Linked DNA regions of Mus musculus: region 1 is linked to region 2. The links are chromatin contacts, called in public HiChIP or PLAC-seq maps. All regions are on one chromosome and are shown on one strand. The core of a region is the stretch at or near the end of the contact, and the rest is flanking DNA. Distances in the headings are between cores, read along the strand shown.

Region 1 (3,784 bases), core at 17-2,516, 110 kb before region 2:
GGTAGGCTGAGGTAGGCTGAGGAGGAGCTAGCGTCCTAGCAGGCTGATCACAGCAGGCCCTTTGGGAAGGTAACATTTGAATAGAGACCTAAAGAGTGAAGAAAGAAGGCTTTCTAAGGGAAAGAGTTCTGAATAGAACAGCCAGTGCAAAGGTCCTGAGGTAGGTGCCTATCTGGGATAGCACTGGCTGAGGGAGAGAGGCTGTCATAGAGTTAAGGTCGGAACAAGAGGCATGGGGCAGATGGACTTCGAGAATGGGCTGTGCCCTGAGAACTGACAGTTATTCATAGTGGGTACGGAGCTAAATTGGCTGCCCAGTTGGACAGCAATGGGGGAGGGGCAGGGCAGAAGCCGGGGAAGAGAAGTGGTGGTGTAAGAACCACATGGTGACTGTGGAAGTGGATTGGGGGCAGGGGTGGGGCTTGGGGGACAACAGAGGCAGGCCTGTAGGACTTGCTTCACAGGTTGAGCACATGCTGAGCTTGAGCAAATAGTCATGGGTCGGGCCTGAGACTAGGATGAGCGGGGCCTTCTTTTCCAGGAAGCTCATGGCCCTGCCTTTTATCCCTGCTGGTCGGTACTCCCCTGGACAGTGGCAGCAAACATTTCCTGTCCTGTTGCTCAGGGTGACTGATGAGTGAGCACAACGCAGAGGTGGCAGCTGGGTGAGGTAACCCTTGGTTTCCTGCCTCTTGAGGACTGAGTTCCTACCCATCCTAGCCAGGCGGCTGCTCTCCTGACCTGCCTCCTTGCTTCCACCCAGTTCCCTCCCCAAGGGGAAGCACTGTATGGCTTTCAGCCCCTCTCCATGGTCCCTGAACTCCCTCGTCCTCTCCATACACCACTCCAGCCTTGGTATCCAGAAGCAGGGAACATGACAGCATCTTCTAACTTGCAGGGCAGGTCGGGACACATGGCTGGAACCTGAATCAGCCGCCTGGGCAAGGAGGAGGAACCCAAGACAAACCCTCAACTCCTCCCTTCCTGGAGTTTGTCACGACCTGGGGAGGTCCACCATGGTTGCCACTCGGGGCTTCAGGTTTTAGTGTGATCCTGGGGTCTGTGGGGGTGTGTTTGCCACCATCAGCCCCTCTTAGGATGCTGGGGGAAGAGGCAAGTCAGACAGGAAGGCCTGGGGGCTGATAGCACCACAGGAAGGAATGCCAATGCCACAGCACCAGGGTGAGCCAGCGGGGGCCCAGGGGCAACGTCATGGTTGCCCCGCCCTCTGCTGTCACGGTGCCATGGCCTCTCCTTCCCCAGCCCGGCCACATTCACAGTCAACACACAGCTCACCTTGCAGCTCACATGAGCCCAGGGACTCCAGGTAATGGGACATGGGACATGGGACTGGTCAAGCAGGGGTGGGGGTGGATCGGGGTGGTTTCAAGAGGATTGGGAGACATGGTTGATCTTTAGGCTCCCTGTGCTTCCTTGGTGGCCTGGGATGGAAGCCCAGCTCTGCACCTCCCTGGCTTGCTGAGGCCCCTCAGTGTCCGTTGTGGATGACATCGGGGCAGGATGGACCATTTGCCCCTCATATTTGTTTTGACACTTCCATAGCTTAGACAGTCCATGACCAGCGCTGACTCTTATCACTGGCTTGCTGTGGACTTTTAGAAATGCCTGGCCTCACTGGACCTCAGTTTCCCCATTTGGAAATGAAGGATTTGACTAAGTATCTAGAGGCTTTTCTCAGCCTGTTGTGGTGGAAGCCAGAAGCTTAGGGAATGCAAAGGGTCTCAGCCTCGGCCTCTGGCTCAGATCAGGTAAAGCCACCTTCCTCCCTCATAGCCTCTCATCACGAGGGATGGCCCCAGGGGAGAGGGTGCTGGCAGACCCCAGGGAACCACACTCAGCCCTCTTGGGGGTTACTTCTCCCTATGACAGCCATCCTCATCCGGTGGTTTCTGCTCAGAGTATCCTGGTCCTCAAGCCCCCAACAGGTCTTTTAAAGGGGACAGAATGGTGCTATTGTCCTCTTTAGTTCTGTTTAAAACTGCCCTAGATAATCCAGGGCCCTACCTAGAGGTAGGAGCATGTGTTAGGGGAGGCATGGTGAAAATAATGTGTGTGGTGGTGGTGGTGGTGGTGGTAGTGGTGGAGTTGTGGGGGGGGGACACCCTGTTTTGGTCAAGGAAACAGATCTGTAGAGAGTGGGACCAGAACTCTGGGTGATGTGGCCTCTGCCACACTAGCCCATCTGGCTCTAACATTCTCCTGAAGCTGCTTTCTCAGCCACGTCTGTTCTCCCCCACCTGTGTGTGTGTGTGTGTGTGTGTGAGACTCTTCCTCTGTCTTTCTGTCTCTCTCTGTCCCTCTCTCTCTGAAACAGCTTTGTTGAACCAGACATGACAACATATACCTGTAACCCCAGCACTTGGGAGATGGGGTCAGGAGAATCAGGAGTTCAAAGTCACCCTCAACTATACAATAAGTTCAAGGCCAGCCTGGGCTACATGAAAGCCTGTCTCACCTGCCTCCTTTATTGACAGATGGGCTTTGTCTGCTGTAATCGTTCCCTCTTTACAAGGACAATTCAGAGGTTTCCCATAGACTCACTGAATTATACAACCTTGGCTATCAAATTCAAAACACTTCTCATCCCAGGATAGGGCTGGTCCTGTACAACGGGCACTTCCCCCTCAGGAACTAGTTGCTTTGACCCCATGGATATAGCTAGGCATTTCGGAGCCTGTAAAAGAAAAAAATGTGTCTGTTTGTTTAATATGTGTGTGTGTGGAATACATGTGTACATTGTGCATGCTATGACACAAATGTGGAGATGAGAGGACAACTTTTTTTTTTTCTTTCTCAAGACAGGGTTTCTCTGGGTAGTCCTGGCTGTCTTGGAACTCACTCTGTAGACCAGGCTGGCCTCGAACTCAGAAATCCGCCTGCCTCTGCCTCCCGAGTGCTGGGATTAAAGGTGTGTGCCACCAACTTTTGAGAGCTAGTTCTCGCCTTCTGCTATGTGAATGATGGGAAACTGAACTCAGGAGGTCAGGTTTGGTGTCACGTTTACCCTCTGATCTCCCTCACCATCCCTGGCTGGGCAATCTGTGTGTGTGCAGTATTTAGTCCCTTCTGACTTGGATGCTCATCCACATGACATTAGATCGCCCTGCCTTCCCCTGCATGGCTGTGCATCCATTGGCCAGTTGACAGAGACTTCTGTTGTTTCCACCGTCGGGCTATTTTCAATGATGCTGCCACAGTTGTTCAGGCACTGGTCCCTGTGTACCTATGGGTTTTCACTTCTTTTTAAACTTTCTTTCTAAGTTATACTTACTTAGTGTGGGAGGTGGGTATGTTTGTGTGCATGTGCACATACTATGGTGCATGTGTAGAGGTGAGAGTACAACTTGTTGGAGTTGGTTCTCTCCTGTTGTTAAGTCCTGGGGATTGAACTCTGGTTGTCAGGCTTGGTGGCAAGCACCTTTACCCATTGAGCAGCCCAGAATTCAATTCTTTTTTTTTTTTCCTGGCTTTTCAAGACAGGGTTTCTCTGTATAGCCCTGGCTGTCCTGGAACTCACTCTGTAGACCAGGCTGGCCTCGAACTCAGAAATCCACCTGCCTCTGCCTCCCAAGTGCTGGGATTAAAGGTGTGTGCCACCACCACCGCCCGGCTCAATTCTTTTGAGTATATACCTAGCAGTGAAGTCCAGGATCAGCTGGTAACTATGATTAGCATTTTGAGGAACTGCAAACCTGTTCTCCAGGACAGGCTACACAATCTTACCTTGCTGCCATGGCTCTAAGGACACCTCTGGTGTCTTCTC
Region 2 (4,001 bases), core at 236-2,735:
TTCCAGGAGATTTGATGTCCTCTTCTGGCCTCTATAGGCACCAGGCATGTACATGATGCACAGACATACATTCAGACAAAACACCAATACATATATCTATATCTATATCACCCATATATATATTTATATATATCACATATGTGATATTTATCTTTAATTATATATATAATAAGGATATATATATATATACACATATAAATTAAAGATAAATAAAATAACTTTTTAAAAGTTAACCACTTTTAAAGATTTATTATTCTATGAGTATGTGTGTGTGTTTCTGTGTACCACATGAATACAAATGCTCTCAGGCCAGAAGAGGATTCTGGGTTCCTCTGGAGTTACAGGTGGTTCAAGGTTAGCTTGTGTTAATCTAAAAATTCCAGTCTAGTCTATAGTCTAGATCCTGAGTCAAAACAACAATGACAAAAAACCCGAACCAAAAGTTGAGACTGTTTTGGCTTCTCTGTGTCATTTGTGTTTCCATATGAGTTTTAGGATCAGCTTGTCATCTTCTACAAAAATGTTTGATTTTTAAAAAAAATTAAAAAAATTTTTTGTCACCTTGACACAAGCTAGAATAATTTGAGAAGAGGGGGCCACAGTTGAAAAATGCTTCCATAACATTGGTCTACCTGTGGGTCATTTTCTTAATCAGTAACTGATTATGGGGGAGCCCAGTCCACTGTGGGTGGTCCTGGGAGTATAAGAAAGCAAGCCAGGAGGAGCAAGCCAGCAAATAGCACTCTTTTTATGGCCTCAGCTTTTTTTGTTCCTGCCTCAGGTTTCTGTCTCAAGTTCCTACCTTGACTTCTCTGGATGATGGAATACAGCTGTAAAATGAAATAAACCCTTTTCTCCCCAAGTTTTTTTTGGTCATGATATTTTATCACAGGATTGAAACCATAAATAGGGATTGATTGAAACCCCTAGATGAATGTGGAGATTATTGCCCCTTTAACAGTGACCTGTGTATTGATACGCATGGCCCAACATGCTCATGAGTTTGTCTGTTTTCAGTTTTTTTAATTTAATTTAATTAAAAAATTTTTTTTTCTGTTTTCAGTTTTAAGAACCCCATGCCCAGTGTCTCCATTTAAGATCAAGTTCCAGCTTTGATTCTGCTGTAATTTTTCAAGGTTGGGGCTAGAGTGTGAGGGAGATGGCTGTTAAATGAACATAAGTGTTCCTTTAAAGGGAAGTGTAGGTTGTGCATCTCACTTTGCTGAAAGAGAACTCTGTAGACTGCTTGTGAACAGTCAGCTGTGCTGGTACACTTGTGTGATCCCTGAACTTAGGAGGTGGAGGCTAGAGAGGCTAGGCTGGGCTACAATGAGGTCCCCTGTCTAGGAAAACAGGGTGGGCAGGGGAAGCCACGCAGCTTTTGAAATGACCCTTGATGTTTGCTTTGAGGCAGGAGAGATGACAGAGGACAGGCTTTGTTTAGCAAGAGACTGCTGGAGGTACAGGAGAGTGGAAGTGAACTGACAGACTTTAGGTCAGGTCTAGAATTTTATGGTGATTAGGTTTGTTTAAAAGCCTGGGGTGGGGCTGGAGTTCTGGCTCAGAGGTTGAGAGGTTAAGTGTACTGGCTGGTCTTGCAAAGGACTGGGGTGTGGTCCCAGTCCTCTTGTGGCAGCTCACAACTCAATTATCAGTAACTCCAGTTCCAGGGGCTCCAGTGCCATCTTTTAGCCTCCCTGGGCTCTAGGAACTGTTAAGTACAAGGTCATATTATGTAAAGGACATCTTTTCTGCTAGCATAGTGTTCCACTAAAGGCCTTTGCCTTTCTCACCTAACAGAAGAGCAGTGAGCTGCTGTACTTAAAATGTACTGCATTGCACCCAACATGTATTCCTTCATTTTGTGCATGCATGAGTGTGAGTGTGTGTTTGTGCCATGGGGCACATGTGGAGATCAGAGGGCAGCTTGATGCTGGTTCTTATCGTCCACCGTGTGAGTAGAGGTGATCAAACTCAGGACAGGGTTGATGTCAAGCCGTCTACACGCCCAGCATCTCTCTGGCCCTCCCTACCTTTTACATTTTTATTTATTTATGATTATTGTGTGTTTATGGCATGTGACTGCATATGTGCTTGCTATGGTTCAAATGTGGAGAACAGAGGACAACTTAATAAGAGTCATGTGTCACTTTGCACTATGGCTTCTGGATATTGAACTCAGGCTTGAATGACAAGTGCTTTTACCCAAGAGAGCCACTTCGTTGGCTCTGGTTCACTATTTATATTTATTATTTTACCTCAAATCAAGGAACAGCAGTGTTATATAAGAACTTGTAAGAATGTGGAGATTAAGCAGAGCTCCTAGGAGAGTTGCATATAATATTATACTTTCTATACTATTTTGGTAAAAGGAAGTCAGCAGTGTTACTTTAGTTAACTATCTGGTTTCTCCAGGGCTTTGAGCTAGATAGAAATTAGGAAGTATTAGAGAAATGCAAACAAAGCCCTTCTAGCACCAGCTGAGGCTTTCTCCCCCTCAAACCCCTGTTAGGGTCATTGGTTGTAGTCAGTGCCTTGCCCCATATTCCTTAAAGTCATCCAGGAGGGATGTGTCCTGTGTTTTGTGAAGTGCTGCCCTGTTGGATTATGTCAGTCATGTTCAGCCACCAGGAAGTTCTCAGAACCCAGCACAAGCCTTACTGCTTCCTCCATGGGGAAGATAATAAGCTTACGGGGCTAAGTTCCCAGAAAACAAAAGTAAAACAAAAAGCATATCTGTGTAGAAGGTTTCTAGAAGACTGAATTAGAACTTCTTTAATTGTGGAGAGTTAGAATGTTCTGAGTGAATTATCTTGGGCTACCTTTAGTCCTCTTAATAGTCATTCATTGTCCAAGCATCTATTTGGTCAAACACTTGGATATCAAGCAAAACCTCTGAACTGTCCTCTGAACAGACCTTTAGGTTCCACCCATCCCCAGTCTCACTGTGGCTTGGGTGGATCTGGAGCCTGGAGTAGAACGCCCCGCTCCCCTTGCATCCTCTTGCTCTGTTCCTGCTGGTGAACTCAGTTAGTACGTTGACATATGACTTCTTTCCCTTGTAGCCACTTCTATGATGAGGCTTGTCATTTGAGGCCACATAAGTCCTCGTTCCTAGGCTGCTGCCACTCATTTTTGGCTTAGAATAAATTCTCTCTCATTCCTTTGAGGTGAGCTGTGCTGTGCTGTGTCCTGTCAGCAGGACCATAGGTGCATGGGAACTTAATTGTGGGTTATCTGCTGTTTCTTCTTTTCCTTAGAAGAAAAGAAAAGAAAAACATTTGTGTATGTAAACATTGCTAGTGGGAGTTTGATGTTTCTAGACTCAGGTCATTAGGGGTTCCTATGTCTGGCACATGTATGCCTCTTCTGGCCTGCTGGCAATTTCCTTTGCTTCTTTCCTATATTCAGTGTCCCATTGCTTCCTGTGTCTTAAGTTCTTTTCTCTCTTGACTTATGTGAATAATGAGGCCCTTCAGAAAGCGACATGGACAGCCAAGCTCATGAATCATGAATGTTAAAAAGCTCTCTCTTTTACCCTTCCTTAGAGTTTTCTTTCATATTGTACTGACATTTCTTCCAATGTTGAGACTTGAAGCCATTCTGATTCCTGATCCTTTGGCGAAAACTTCTGAAGTCTTGTTTTCTTGTCATTATAAAATAAGTGTGATGCATTCTTAATCTGATAGAGTTCAGGTCCCCATCCATGTGCTTTGGTCTCTGGTCCTTTATTTTATATTGGAAGTTCTCTGCTAATCTCTTTTGTTAACAGGACAAGATTAAGAACTGACTGTGGTCTTAGAGCACAGGTGAGCTTTACTGAACATTGTGGTATGATGGGGAAGCTCAGCATGTTCTTTGAGTCTGGTTGCTGAGCTGGGGAGGAGGCTGCCGGTTTTTGCAGTCAGATGTTGAGTTAGTTTAGGCTCAAGTGTTGGGCCTGTTGAAGTAGCATCTGGTCTGTCTTTACAGTCCATGTTGGTCTATAATCAGAGCTCTGT

Evidence for each region. HiChIP or PLAC-seq counts read pairs in DNA pulled down with a chosen protein or histone mark.
Region 1: a contact with region 2 is called in an H3K27ac HiChIP or PLAC-seq map of embryonic stem cells, with 13 read pairs. The contact joins the promoter of Tmem40 here to the enhancer-like site in region 2. A contact is called at or near these places in 4 of 39 promoter capture datasets (HPC-7-derived erythroid cells, embryonic stem cells, macrophages and 1 more), 1 of 15 datasets of contacts at CTCF or cohesin (CD8 T cells), 3 of 484 Hi-C or Micro-C datasets (bone marrow-derived macrophages, embryonic stem cells and stem cell-derived neural progenitor cells), 8 of 115 datasets of contacts at active chromatin or transcription factors (the HPC-7 cell line, bone marrow-derived macrophages, embryonic stem cells and 3 more) and 2 of 9 other capture datasets (adipose tissue and pancreatic islet).

Annotation. Positions count from the first base shown.
Region 1 is chr6:115,756,481-115,760,264 of GRCm38.p6, reverse strand. It overlaps Tmem40 (transmembrane protein 40), which reads left to right and starts at 1,266. Exons shown (of 12, transcript NM_144805.2): 1 at 1,266-1,327.
Region 2 is chr6:115,648,650-115,652,650 of GRCm38.p6, reverse strand. All of the region lies in intron 1 of Raf1 (v-raf-leukemia viral oncogene 1), which reads left to right. Among named protein-coding and RNA genes, the nearest start is that of D830050J10Rik, 25 kb to the left of the region's middle. Within about 2 kb of position 1,485, at least 92 of the 459 cell types and tissues checked have an H3K27ac peak or open chromatin away from gene starts, as enhancers often do. A contact at or near this core is called in the HPC-7 cell line, adipose tissue, bone marrow-derived macrophages and 4 more, where this site is marked.